Regions from separate parts of the Macaca mulatta genome. Here region 2 is linked to region 1. Evidence: chromatin contacts called from public Hi-C data. All regions are on one chromosome and are shown on one strand. The core of a region is the stretch at or near the end of the contact, and the rest is flanking DNA. Distances in the headings are between cores, read along the strand shown. Region 1 holds the start of MVD (mevalonate diphosphate decarboxylase). Region 2 holds the start of APRT (adenine phosphoribosyltransferase).

What was found. A called contact is a pair of places that touch in the nucleus more often than the background predicts.
Region 2: a Hi-C map of fetal cortex germinal zone shows a contact between it and region 1, with 2.3 times the contacts expected there. The contact joins the promoter of APRT here to the promoter of MVD in region 1. A contact is called at or near these places in 2 of 14 Hi-C or Micro-C datasets (blood and fetal cortex germinal zone).

What each region holds. Positions count from the first base shown.
Region 1 is chr20:84,054,546-84,061,173 of T2T-MMU8v2.0, reverse strand. It overlaps MVD (mevalonate diphosphate decarboxylase), which reads left to right and starts at 4,272. Exons shown (of 10, transcript NM_001260543.1): 1 at 4,272-4,356. The coding sequence starts at 4,287. LOC144338177 reads left to right here. Exons shown (of 2, transcript XM_077986742.1): 2 at 3,863-4,250. The coding sequence ends at 4,250. It overlaps LOC144338190 (a long non-coding RNA gene), which reads right to left and starts at 4,045. Exons shown (of 2, transcript XR_013412075.1): 1 at 4,014-4,045.
Region 2 is chr20:84,208,533-84,215,160 of T2T-MMU8v2.0, reverse strand. APRT (adenine phosphoribosyltransferase) reads left to right here and starts at 3,074. Exons shown (of 5, transcript XM_077986734.1): 1 at 3,074-3,203; 2 at 3,385-3,544; 3 at 3,710-4,623; 4 at 4,897-4,975; 5 at 5,213-5,589. The coding sequence starts at 4,372. The coding sequence ends at 5,355. LOC144338183 (a long non-coding RNA gene) reads left to right here and starts at 1,287. Exons shown (of 2, transcript XR_013412067.1): 1 at 1,287-1,424; 2 at 1,865-2,013. CDT1 (chromatin licensing and DNA replication factor 1) reads right to left here. Exons shown (of 10, transcript XM_015126794.3): 10 at 5,859-6,613. The coding sequence ends at 6,450. It overlaps GALNS (galactosamine (N-acetyl)-6-sulfatase), which reads left to right. Exons shown (of 12, transcript XM_077986725.1): 12 at 442-1,220. The coding sequence ends at 528. It also overlaps LOC144338180.

The DNA of each region.
Region 1 (6,628 bases), core at 3,023-5,522:
AGGACATGCTCAGGCTTGGCTGGGCTTCCCCTCCAGCTGTGTGGCTTCTCATTCATCTCCCAGACCCTCTCTCCTTATGAATCAGGGTCACACACAGCCTACTCATACCATACTTAGCAGAGCACCCATGCCTGTGGCTGAAATGCAGTGGTGTGATCAGAGCTCACTGAAGCTTTGAACTCCTGGGCTCAAGTGATCATCCTGCTTTAGCCTCTCTAGTAGCTGGGACTACAGGTGTGCACCACTACGGCCAGCTAATTTTCAAAAAAATTTTTTGTAGGCCAGGCCGGGCATAGTGGCTCACATCTGTAATCCCGGCACTTTGGGAGGCCGAGGCGGGTGGATCATGAGGTCAGGAGATCGAGACCATGACCATCCTGGCTAACACGGTGAAACCCCATCTCTACTAAAAATACAAAAAAAATTAGCCGGGCGTGGTGGTACACACCTGTAGTCCCAGCTACCTGGGAGGCTGAGGCAGGAGAATCACTTGAGCCCGGGAGGCAGAGGTTGCAGTGAGCTGAGATCGCACCATTGCATTCCAGCCTGGGTGACTGACAGAGCAAGATTCCGTCTCAAAAAATAAAAAATAATTAAAAAAAAAAACAAAAACCGCCAGGTGTGGAGGCTCACGCCTGTAATCCCAGTGCTTTGGGAGGCCAAGGCAGGCATATCACTTGAGGCCAGGAGTTTGAGACCAGCCTGAAAAACATGGCGAACATCCGTCTCTACTAAAAATACATAAATCTGCCGGGTCTGCTGGTGCACACTTGTAATCCCAGCTACTCAGGAGGCTGAGGCACAAGAATCACTTGAAACCAGGAGGCAGAAGGAGGAGGGAGCTGTGATTGCCCCACTGCACTCCAGCCTGGGTGACACTGCAAGCCTCTGTCTCAAAAAAAAAAAAAAAAAAAAAGAGCAGCCTGGGCAATATAGTAAGACCTCCATCTCTACAAAATAAAAAATAAAAATTAGTCAGGAGTAGTGGCATGTGCCTGTATCACAGCTACTCGGGAGGTTCAAGTGGGAGGATCACCTGAGCCCAGGAGGCTGAGGCTGCTGTAAGCTGATGGTGCCACCACACTCCAGCCTGGACAACAGAGTGAGACCCTGTCTCTAAACAAAAATAAATTGTTTTTTTCTACTAGACTTAAGCAATCTTCCCTCCTTGGCCTCCCAAAGCACCAGGCCTGTGTCTTCTTTTTCATCATAGCTGTGGCAGAAGGAAGGAGGTGACCGGAAGCCCCACTCTCTCTGAGTAGCTGAGTGAGTACACCCTGACCATAGGCCCAGACAGTCCACATCAGCTCTTCAACAGGAAATTTTTTTTTTTTTTTTTTTGAGACGGAGTCTCGCTCTGTTGCGGCCCAGGCTGGAGCACAGTGGCTGGATCTCAGCTCACTGCAAGCTCTGCCTCCCGGGTTTACGCCATTCTCCTGCCTCAGCCTCCTGAGCAGCTGGGACTACAGGCGCCCGCCACCTCGCCCGGCTAGTTTTTTGTATTTTTTTTTAGTAGAGACGGGGTTTCACTGTGTTAGCCAGGATGGTCTCGATCTCTTGACCTCGTGATCTGCCCGTCTTGGCCTCCCAAAGTGCTGGGATTACAGGCTTGAGCCACCGCGCCCCGCTCTTCAACAGGATTTAGTGGCTTTGCATAAAACAGAAAAGTGGCTGTGATTGCAAGAGAAATTAAAAATAACCACCATCTGAAATGCAAATTGAAAACAGTGAGACACCACGTCTCACTCTGACAGATGACCCACTGTGCCGGTGAAGGCGTGCAGGCACTCTCAGACTTCCAGAGAGACCTGAGTAATCGACTGACTTCCACAAAGGGCGACTTGCCAACAGCTATCAAAAGTACTCAGGCACATCCTACTTGGCCCAGCAATTCCACTTCCAGGAATTTCTCCTGCAGAAATACATGTGCACAAACAATGTGGAAAAGCACCGTTTACACTAACAACCCAACTGTCCATCGGGACAGACCAGGTATATTTAGACAACAAACAAGGAAGCTTTTTACTAAATTGGGATGATCTCTAAGAAGCACGTAAGTAGAAAAAGCAAGGTGGGAGAACACGCTATGTACTTGTACTATGCACGTCAAGGAAAAAATACACCAAGAATTGACAGGCCAGGTGGAGTGGCTCAAACCTAATCCCAGTACTTTGGGAGACTGAGATGGGAGGATCCCCTGAGGCCAGGAGTTCAAATCAGTCTTGGCCACATAGCAAGACCCCTCCAACATCTCTACAAAAAATTAAGAAAAAAATTAGCCAGGCATGGTGGTGTGTACCCATAGTCCCAACTACTGAGGAAGCTGAGGTGGGAGGATTCCTTAAGCCAGAAGGTCGAGGCTACATGGAGCTTTGATCGTACCACTGCCCTCCAGCCTGGGCAACAGAGTGAGACCCTATTTCTAGAAAAAAAATAAAGAATAAAGAAATAAAGAAGTATGATGGTTCTGGTAATGGAACTAGGTGGCCAGGCAAAGTGGACATTTCACACTGCATAGTCCTGTATTTTCTGAAATCTGTCACCCTGGCTGGAGTACAGTAGCACCATCTCGGCTCACTGCAACTTCCACCTCCTGGGTTCAAGCAATTGTCCTGCCTCAGCCTCCCCACTAGCTGGGATTACAGGCGCCCACCACCACGCCCACCTAATTACTGTATTTTTAGTAGAGACGGGGTTTCACCATGTTGGCCAGGCTGGTCTCAAACTCCTGACCTCGTGATCCGCCGAACTCGGCCTCCCAAAGTGCTGGAATTACAGGTGTGAGCCCCCATGCCTGGCCAATCTGGGCTATTTAAAAACTGAAAGTAAAATTTTAAAAGGGGAAGGGGAAAATGGGAAGTTACTGTTTAACAGGGACAGAGTTTCTGTTTGCGATGAGAAAATTCTAGAAATAGTGGGGGTGTGGCACATGACTGGACTGAATGGCAGGGAAACGCACGCTTAAATGTTTCACGTATGTTTTACAAGAGCAGTCAATGCACACACAAGCGCCACAACCCAGTCCAAGGCTTTGCTCCTGCAGGGCCTTAGACGGGGTACTTGAGACGCCCACCTCAATGCAGGCTGGATCCAGCTCTGGGCTGCCGGGCTTTCCCGCCCCAGGGTCTTTCGTTCGAGTCCCATGGGGGGACCCTGGCCCAGGCTACGGCCGCGGAAAAGGCTGTGGGCGGCGGGACAGGGTGCCCTTGGCTGCCGGGTTCAGAGTGGATCTCGGGACACATCTTCCAGCGCCTGACCTCCGGCCTGTGTGCACCCCCATACCCAGCGGGGCCATACGAGAGCTTCATGGAGGGCACAGCGCGACCCGCCCTCCCCTCAGCCCCGCACAGCGCCCCACGGCCCCCGCACAGCCTCCCACACAGCGCCCCACGGCCCCCGCATAGCCTCCCACACAGCGCCACGCACAGCGCCCCACGGCCCCCGCATAGCCTCCCACACAGCGCCACGCACAGCGCCCCACGGCCCCCGCACAGCCTCCCACACAGCGCCCCACGGCCCCCGCACAGCCTCCCACACAGCGCCAGGCACAGCGCCCCACGGCCCCCGCACAGCCTCCCACACAGCTCCCCACGGCCCCCGCAGAGCTTCCCACACAGCGCCACGCACAGCGCCCCACGGCCCCCGCACAGCCTCCCACACAGCGCCGCGCACAGCGCCCCACGGCCCCCGCACAGCCTCCCACACAGCGCCCCACGGCCCCCGCACAGCGCCCCACGGCCCCCGCACAGCCTCCTACACAGCGCCCCACGGCCCCCGCACAGCCTCCCACACAGCGCCGCGCACAGCGCCCCACGGCCCCTTGATGGACCCCGCAGAGCCTCTCACACGGCGCCCCAAACAGAGCCTCACGGCCCCCCCACAGCGCCTCACGGCCCCCGCACAGCTGCCGCACACCCCGCATAGCACCAGCAGACAGTCGCGGAGCCGCCAAAGGCAACAGCGCCCACCTCGCAGCGCCCAGACCCTGGAACCCCGACGCCGACGCTACGCACCTGCGCACACCGCGCCTGCGCAGACACCACCCCCTCAGGCCTGGCGAGCACCCTCAGGAGGTGGGGCGGACCCACGTCAGCGGCCCATCGTCCGATCCCGTCCATTGGCTGAGAGGAAATGCGTGCGTCAGACTCGCCGCTGATTGGTCGGCGCGCGAGCTGCCGGGCTCTCACGGGCCAATCCTGTGGCAGCGCGTGAGGCGGCAGAGCCCTCTGGGGTGGGATCGCCGGCCGTAAGTGGCTGTGGAGCTGGGGGCGCCGCGCGGTGGGACCATGGCCTCGGAGCAGCCGCTGGCGGCAGTCACCTGTACCGCGCCGGTCAACATCGCGGTCATCAAGTACTGTGAGTGTCGCGGGCCGGCCTGGGACGGGGATGGCCGGGAGCGAGGCCGGGTCCATGGGGGTCGCGCGCTGACTCGGCGGCGCGCTCCGTCCTGCTCTCCCAGGGCCTCGACAGACGGGGAAACTGAGGCTCAGGGAGGGGGGCGGCGGTGGTCGGGCGGAGCCGCGCGCTCCTTCTCCGCGTGACGGGCTCGGCGCCACCTGTTCCCCCGCCACGGCTGCCGCCCCTGCAGGGTCGCCCCGCGCCTGCCCATTAGCGATTACCGAACTTTATCGAAATCATCAATCATCGATTCCCACGAGTCGTAAGAATCCGCCGTGGTGGTGCGCGTCTATGGCTCCGGCTACCGGGGCGGCTGAGGCGGGAGGATGGCCTGAGCCCGGGAGGTCGAGGCTGCGGTGAGCCGAGATCGCGCCACTGCCCCCCAGCCCGAGGCCCTGTGCCCCTCCCTCGCCCCGTTTCTGCCAATGGTAACCTCCAAGGAGCGGGAACAGGGGGTCTGCAGCCCACATCCCTGCGGGGGAGGCCGGTCCGCACCTGCGCGTTCATAGCCACACCCCTCCCCTCCCGCCGGGGTTACCTGGCCGCCGCTGACCACTGATTTTTGTAACGTCGTTTCAAAATGTTCCGAAACTGGAATCACAGTATGTGGCCCACCCAGTATCTTTTGAGTTTGGCTTATTTCATTCAGCATAGAATGTGGACGTGCCCCCGATCGTATCAATGCTTTGCCCCTCTGTTGCTGAGCCAGTCCGTGGACTCCATGGACCACCCTCTTAGCCAAGGCCTCACCCCGTTAAGAGCATCTGAGGTTTTCTTTCTTTGTTTCTTTTCTTTTTTTTTTTTTTTTTACAGGCACCGCCACCATGCCTGGCTAATTTTTTTGTATTTCCCTTACCAATAAAGCTGCCATAAAATGTGTACAGGTTTTTGTGTGAACATACATTTTCATTCTTCTGGGATAAATGCCCAGGAGTGCGGTTGCTGGGTCAGATGGTAGATATATATATGCATATACGTATATGCATGTGTGTGTATATATATACTTTAAAAAAAAAAAACTGTCCAATTGTTTTTCAGAGTAGCTGGGCCATTTTGCATCCCTACCATGACGCAGTTTTTCCAGATCCTCACCAGCATTTGGTGGAGTTGCTGTTTTTCATTTTAGCCGCGTCCTGGTAGGGATGTGCTGACAGGGTGCTGTGCTCCTCATTCGCATTTCCCTGTTGGCCAGTGATGTGGAGCGTCTTTCTTTGTGGTTATTTGCCATCTGTGGGTTTTCTCAGTGAAATGTCTGTTCATGTCCTGTGTCCATGCACTCACTGGATGGTTTGCTTTTTTACTATGAGTTTTGAGAGTTCATTATACATTATAGGCTGGGTGCGCAGGCTCAAGCCTGTAATCACAGCACTTGGGGAGGCTGAGGTGGGTGGATCACCTGGGGTCAGGAGTTTGAGACCAGCTTGGCCAACATGGTGAAACCCCGTCTCTACTGAAAAAAAATAAAATAGGTGTTCTAGATATTAGTCTCCTGTTGGACACGTGGTTTGCAGATACTGTCTCCCAAACTAGCTAATCTTTTCATCCTCTTAACAAAGAGCCAGTTTTTCATTTTAAAGAAGTTCAGCGTATCAGTTTTGATGTCAAGTCTAAGACCTCTTTGCGTAGCCCTACGTCCTGAAGATTTTCTGCTTTTCTCCGAGTTGTATAGGATTGCCTTTTATATTTGTCTGTGATCCAAGGTTGTCCATTTAGCACAGAAAGGCTACCCTTCCTCCATTGAATTGCTTTTGCACTTTTGTAAAAAAAAAAAAAAAAAAAAAAAATCAGCTGGGCTTGTTTGGGTCTGTTTCTGGGTTTTCTCCTTTTTTTTTTTTTTTGAGACAGAGTCTTGCTCTGTCACCCAGGCTGGAGTGCAGTGGCACAATCTTGGCTCACTGTAACCTCCGCCTCCCAGGTTCAAGCAATCCTCCTGCCTTAGCCTTCTGAGTAGTTGGGGCTACATGCACGCATCACCACACCCGGCTAATTTTTGTATTTTTAGTAAAGACGGGGTTTCACCATGTTGGCCAGGCTGGTCTCGAGCTCCTGATCTCATGATCTGCCCACCTTGACCTCCCAAAGTGCTGGGATTACAGGCGTGAGCCACTGCACCTGGCCTTTTATTTATTTTTTTGAGATGGACTCCCACTGCGACACCCAGGCTGGAGTGCAATGGCACGATCTTGGCTCACCACAACGTCCGCTTCCCGGGTTCAACCGATTCTCCTGC
Region 2 (6,628 bases), core at 1,825-4,324, 160 kb before region 1:
CAGGCGGATCACCTGAGGTCAGAAGTTTGAGACCAGCCTGGCCAACATGGGGAACCCTTGTTTCTATTAAAGAAATGGCCGAGCGTGGGGGCTCACACCTGTAATCCCAGCACCTTGGGAGGCCAAGGCGGGTGGATCACGAGGTCAGGAGTTCAAGACCAGCCTGGTCAAGATGGTGAAACCCTGTCTCTACTAAAAATACAAAAATTAGCCAGGCGTGGAGTATAGCCGTGCCTGTAAGCCCAGCAGCTATTCGGGAGGCTGAAGCAGGAGAATCGCTTGAACCCGGAAGGCAGAGGTTGCAGTGAGCTGAGATCGTGCCACTGAACTCCAGCCTGGGTGACAGAGCGAGACTGTCTCCAAACAGAACAACAAAGTGCTGCTGCTGGGCCCACGCGAGCTTGGAATAACTGTGTTGTTTTCTCAATTTTCATTTCCCAGAACTGGGCACCCCCGGGCTGTGAAAAGTTAGGGAAGTGTCTGACACCTCCAGAATCCATTCCCAAGAAGTGCCTCTGGTCCCACTAGCACCCGCGTGGACCCAGGCCAGGCCTGGAATCTCCGGTTGGCTCTGCAAGTGCCTGGGGGGAGGACGGCTCTGGCCTCAGTGCTCCCCCGGACCCTGCCCAGGCCAGACAGACGGCACCTGCAGACACAGGGGGACTGCATGACTCCACCTACCCAGGACCTGACCCTGGAGTGTGCTCAGCCCTCCTCCTCGCCCACGGGGCCTCAGATCTCAGGACCCTCCTCCTCGGCCTCAGGACACTGCCGTCTCACGCCTTTGGGAACCCCAAATATCTGAGACAGGTCTCGGTCAATTTAGAAAGTTTATTTTGCCAAGGTTAAGGATGCGCCCGTGACAGCCTCAGGAGGTCCTGAAAACATGTGCCCGAGGTGGTTGGGGGTATAGTTTGCCTTTACATCTTAGGGAGACATAAGATAGTATGTGTAAGACATACATTGGTTCGGCCAGTCTTCCACTGAATACGTGATTCAGTCTGGCCCAGTGAATCCACATTTTTATGTTAACAATAATGGAGGGGAACAATCAGATAAGCATTTGTCTCAGGAGCCCCAGAGGGGTGACTTCCAGTTCCGTCTGTCCTTTGTCCACAAGGAATTTCCTTGGGCGCTAATTATGAGAAAGGTATGTAGTCTTTCTCATTGTAGCTACGTTACTTAGAAATAAAATAGGAGGCAGGTTTGCCTAATTCCCAGCTTGGCTTTTCTCGGCTTAGTGATTTTGGGGTCCTGAGATTTATTTTCTTTTTATACCTTCCCAGCAGCTGCCAAGAATCAGGTGCCCAGCTCCGGCCGCCTCCCACCTTCTCCAGAGCCCAGCGCTGCATTCCTTGCCAAAGGGCAGGACTCGGGGCTCCCTGCTGTTCCTATACCAGCCCAACAGCCCGGGCTTGAAGGAGGTGACAGGGCCAATTCCGTGTTGAACCCTCCCCAGATCCCTCCTCCAGTACCCCCCAGTCCCAGGCCCTCCTCGGGCCATCTGGGAGACAGAGTCAGGAACAAGGAGGGGAAGGCCGAGGCCTCCTGGGCTGGATGTGGACGACTTAACTGCAGCTCACACACTTGGCCCGTGGGCCTGCCTCATGTGGCAGCTTCCGCGGGGATGTGAAGATATCAGGGTCCTCCATTTGCACCTTCCCTAGAGGTCTGGAGCCCAGGCCTTGCCAGCCCTGACCATGGCACACTTCGAGGCAGCCGCTGCCATGCCCCTCGGAATCAGAGGATAGGTCCCCCACCCGCCCTGGAACGGGGGCCCCAGCAGCCATACGCAGCCTCCGGCCTCCCCCCTCTGAAGGCTCCTGGGGGCTGCCTTCCACTGAGTGGGTTTTCCCTTCTGCAGTAGCTGCCAGGCCAAAGCTGAATTGGAAAAGTTGCGAAATGATGGGCCGGGCACGGTGGCTCACGCCTGTAATCCCAGCACTTTGGGAGTCCGAGGCGGGCGAATCACGAGGTCAGGAGATCCGGACCATTCTGGCTAACACGGTGAAACCCCGTCTCTAGTAAAAAATACAAAAAAAACTAGCCGGGCGTGGTGGCGGGCGCCAGCTACTCAGGAGGTTGAGGCAGGAAAACGGCGTGAACCCGGGAGGCGGAGCTTGCAGTGAGCCGAGATCGCGCCACTGCACTCCAGCCTGGGCGACAGAGCGAGACTCCGTCTCAAAAAAAAAAAGGCTGCGAAACGAAGAAAAGTTTTGGAATAGAGCGCAAGGCATTTTAGCCCTGGGGATTTTTTTGAAAGGAAATTGTGTTTGGAGGGAGTTGTGCCTCACGCAACCCCCTGGGTACCAGTCCTCGGGCGGCCAGGGGGTTCACAGCTCCCCACCCCAAGGCTGAGGAGTCACCTGGCCTCTGCAGGCGGACAGAAGGGCCACTGCCTTTGCGGATGCGCCCCCTGTCCTGGCCACGCCTTCCGGCCACTCTCCCCCAGGTCCGGGCGGGGAAGAGCCACCTCAACGGCAGGGCCCATCCATCCGCGAGAGGCCAGCGCCCCCGGCCGGTCCAGCCCAAGCCCGCCGCCTCCGCCCTGGGCTGCTTCCTCCGGGTCCTGCACCGCCCTCCTGCTACTTGGACTCCTTCCTCACGCCCTCCTCCACCCCGCGCGCCAGCCTCCCGCGCGCCAGCCTCCCGCGCGCCAGCCTCCCGCGCGCCAGCCTCCCGCGCGCCAGCCTCCCGCGCGCCAGCCTCCCGCGCGCCAGCCTCCCGCGCGCCAGCCTCCCGCGCGCAGCGTGGGGATCTCAGCCAATAGCGGAGAAAGGGCGAGGCCCGTAAGCGCGCCAGGTGCGTGGGCGAGACCAGCTCACGCCCCTCCTCCAGCCGCCAGGGCCCCGGCCCGAGAAAAGGAAGGGCGCCTTGACTCGCACCTTTGTCCGGTTCGAACGTTCTGCTCAGTGGTGCGTGGAATGCGAGCGCGTCTTAAAATCGATGGCGCCTAGGAGTCCATGAAATACGGTACATGCTTCCGGCGAGGGACGCCCCTTCCCGCGGAAGCCCCGCCCTCACCCGCGCATCCGCGCCCCGGGGATGCCCCGCCCTTCGTGGCGGCCCCGCCAGTCTCCGCGCAGGCGCGCTCGAGCGGCCGCTGGCTCCTCGCACGCGGCCATGGCGGACCCCGAGCTGCAGCTGGTTGAGCGGCGGATCCGCAGCTTCCCCGACTTCCCCACCCCGGGCGTGTTATTCAGGTGCAAGCGCAGGCCGCCCTCGTGGCGTCCCGACCTGCGGGCCTGCGGATGGGAGAGCGTTGCCCGCGACCTCGGCACTGTCCGGCAAGCGGGGCGGGCAGGGCGGGAACCCTCATCCTTCGCCCCCGGGGCCGCTGCCCTCCTTCGGCCCCGGCGTCACCAGGCCTATCTTTGGGTCCAGGGACATCTCGCCGGTCCTGAAGGACCCCGCCTCCTTCCGCGCCGCCATCGGCCTCCTGGCGCGACACCTGAAGGTGACCCACGGGGGCCGCATCGACTACATCGCAGGCGAGTGCCGCGTGGCCGCATCCAGGGCGCCTCTGCCTCCGCGCGCGCCGAGGGTAGCACGTGGGCTCTGCGCGTCTGTTTGGGGGAGGGCTTTTGGGGTCCTTCGGGGGCGCCGGGACGGGCACGGTGCTTGGGGTCGCCCCCTAAGGGTTGTGAGGTTGGGCCCCCGAGGCCGCCGCGCTGTGCAGGCGCCCTGCCCGCAGGTTCCGGGTTCCCAGCCCAGGACAAGCGTGACCGAGTCGCCAGGTCAGTTGGTCTCCCTGGAGTGCCCAAGCTGAATCCACGGGGCCCAGCTGCCTCGCTTCTTGTTCCTTCTGCGAGCTGGTATTGAGCGCCTGCCACGAGCCAGGCCTTCCCTGGTGAAGATCACGGAATGCCCACCCAAGGAAGGGGGGCCTGGAGGCCTCCGGGAGAGCCCGAGAGGTGGCCCAGGGAGAACAGTGTGTTCTGGTGGTCTTGCCTCTCCTAGGGCGTGACAGCCCACTCCCTGCACACTGCCCTGAGGGAAGCGCCAGCACTGCCAGAGCCCCCTTCTCACCTCCTGCAGGAAGCCCTCCCTGACCTCCTGCCAGGCTGGGGCAGGGTTTCCCTGAGCGTCCCCCAACCATCACAGCTCAGGTCACCTTGAGAGACTCACAGCTCAGGTCACCTTGAGAGACTCCGTTTTTAGACAGAAGCCCTGGGGCAGAGCTGCCTTTGAGAGAGAGTTGAGGCCTGACAGGTTTCTACCAGCCCCATTAAAGATGGGCTGCTGAGCTGGGGGAGAGGGGCGGTGACTCCCCCAGGACCACAGCTAAAAAGTAGCCCCTTAAAAGACAGACCCAGGTCTGCACTCTGACCTGGAAGCAGCTCCTGGTAGGTGACAGGTGACACTCCTTAAATGGCGCACGTCACCGGCCTTTCAGCTGGGAGCCAACCATGTACCCCTTGGCACCGGCCAACCCTGGCCCCTGGGGACTCCCATGCTGCCAAGTCACTCCTGTCACTCGCCCTGACAGGCCTAGACTCCCGAGGCTTCCTCTTTGGCCCCTCCCTGGCCCAGGAGCTTGGACTGGGCTGTGTGCTCATCCGAAAGCGGGGGAAGCTGCCAGGCCCCACTGTGTGGGCCTCCTATGCCCTGGAGTACGGGAAGGTAAGGGGCTGGGGTGGCCAGAGGAAGGGGAGGGCCAGGCCACCGTGGCCACTCTCCCCCAGATCTAAAGGCCCTCCCAGGCGTGTCAAGTGGAGCTGCTGTGGTTACAGTGCTCTTGGGAGCTCAGAGAGGGTGAGACACAGGCTGGGCTCACACAGCCAGGGAACAGCAAGGTGGGGCTGGAGTCAGGGCCTAGGGTGGCAGCTGCCAAGCTCTGCACACAAAGCTGTTTTCTGCGGGAGGCTGAGGACCACACACCACTTCCCACTCCAGGCTGAGCTGGAGATCCAGAAAGATGCCCTGGAGCCAGGACAGAGGGTGGTTGTCGTGGATGATCTGCTGGCCACTGGTGGTGAGGGTCTCCCCACAGCCAACTGCTGTGGCTCCAAGGGCCTGGTGGGAGTAGGGCAGGACCTCGCTGTGCCTGACGTGGGATGCAGCTTACTATTGTCCAGCTTACTATTGCCTGGTGGCCAGGCCGACACCTTCCTCTCTCCCCATACCCTCCCCTCCCCAACCCAGGGGCTGCCCTGGAGCACCCAGTCTCTACAGCCCAGGCCAGCTGGGGACCTCACCCTCCCATCCCCAGGAACCATGCACGCCGCCTGTGAGCTGCTGGGCCGCCTGCAGGCCGAGGTCCTAGAGTGCGTGAGCCTGGTGGAGCTGACCTCGCTTAAGGGCAGGGAGAAGCTGGCTCCTGTACCCTTCTTCTCTCTCCTGCAGTATGAGTGACTACAGGGCCTCCCAGCCCAACATCTGCAGCTGGAACCCAGGGACATTTCAGCCCTGGGCAACTGCAGTGACCTCTGCAGTCACCAGGGGCACCAGCTGCCCGCAGGGAACACATCCCTTGCTTGGGTTCAGCACCTCTCCTGGGGCTGGAAGTGCTAAAGCCTGGGGCAAAGCTGTGCTTCAGCCACCCGGGGCCCAATTACACACAGAACGCAGTAAACAGCTTTGCCATGAGAGCCGTCTCCTGTCATCCTGTTCCCCAGGGCAGGGAGCCCCAGGACACCACCAAACCAACTGGACTATGGGCACGTGCTGCTCGGCATGATGCCCAGCAGTCTGGCCTGGTTCTCACCTCAGGAGCCGGAACCATCCAGGCACTGCAGAAAGAGGCCGTGTGACCCATCCTCTAGGGACGCACGTGAGGGCTCAGGGGTAACTAAGTCTGTCAATGCAGGTCCCACCCTGAGGCGGCCAATGCTACTGAAAGGGTTCTACTGCAGATCTAGTGGCTGTAAGCCCGACTTTATTATAGTACTGAAGTCAGTGTGTGGGTGGGCCAGTCCCTTCTGGAGGCTCCAGGGATGTCCTGCCCAGCTTCTCCAGGCTGCCTGTGTCGGGGCAGGGCCGCGTCTTCAAAGGTGGCTGGCTCTGGCCCTCTTGTGAAGGCCCCCGCGGCAATCTTGAAGTTCTTAATGACAAAAGTCACCCTTTGCTGTGGAACGTCCCATGTTCAGAGGTTCCAAGATTAGAGGGGATGGCCTCCTGCCACCCACACTACCCAACCCCATGCTGCCAAAGCCCCCTTCACCCTCAGCCACATTCCCCTGCCCTGATGGCCCCCTAGGGGGTGCTGGGATCTGGCTTCCCTTCCCCACCAGCAGCAAGGACAGAGGTGCCCACAGAAACAGGTTTAATGTGAATCCACCAGGTGAGCCCCATGCAGGGGCCACCACCTGCAGCCAGAGACCCTTGGGCTGTGCAGCCTGCAGCCCAGCTCTGCCTCTGGCCCTCAGGGGCACTCCGGAAAGGAAAAGTAAAGTGCATCATGTTCATAAAAGAAAATGCTGGTGGCCCCAGGCCAGTGGCCCCCAGGCTCACAGCCCCTCTTCAGCGCGGGCCTGGCGGGCCAGGCGTGCAGTGATGCTGGCCAGGTCCGCGGCCTTGTCCAGCTTGACGTAGGTGTCGGTGCGAATGTGGTGAAGGCTGAGCCAGTCTGGCAGGAGCTCGGAGAGGAGCAGCAGGTGTTTCTCCATCTCCCCTGTGGGAGGAGAAG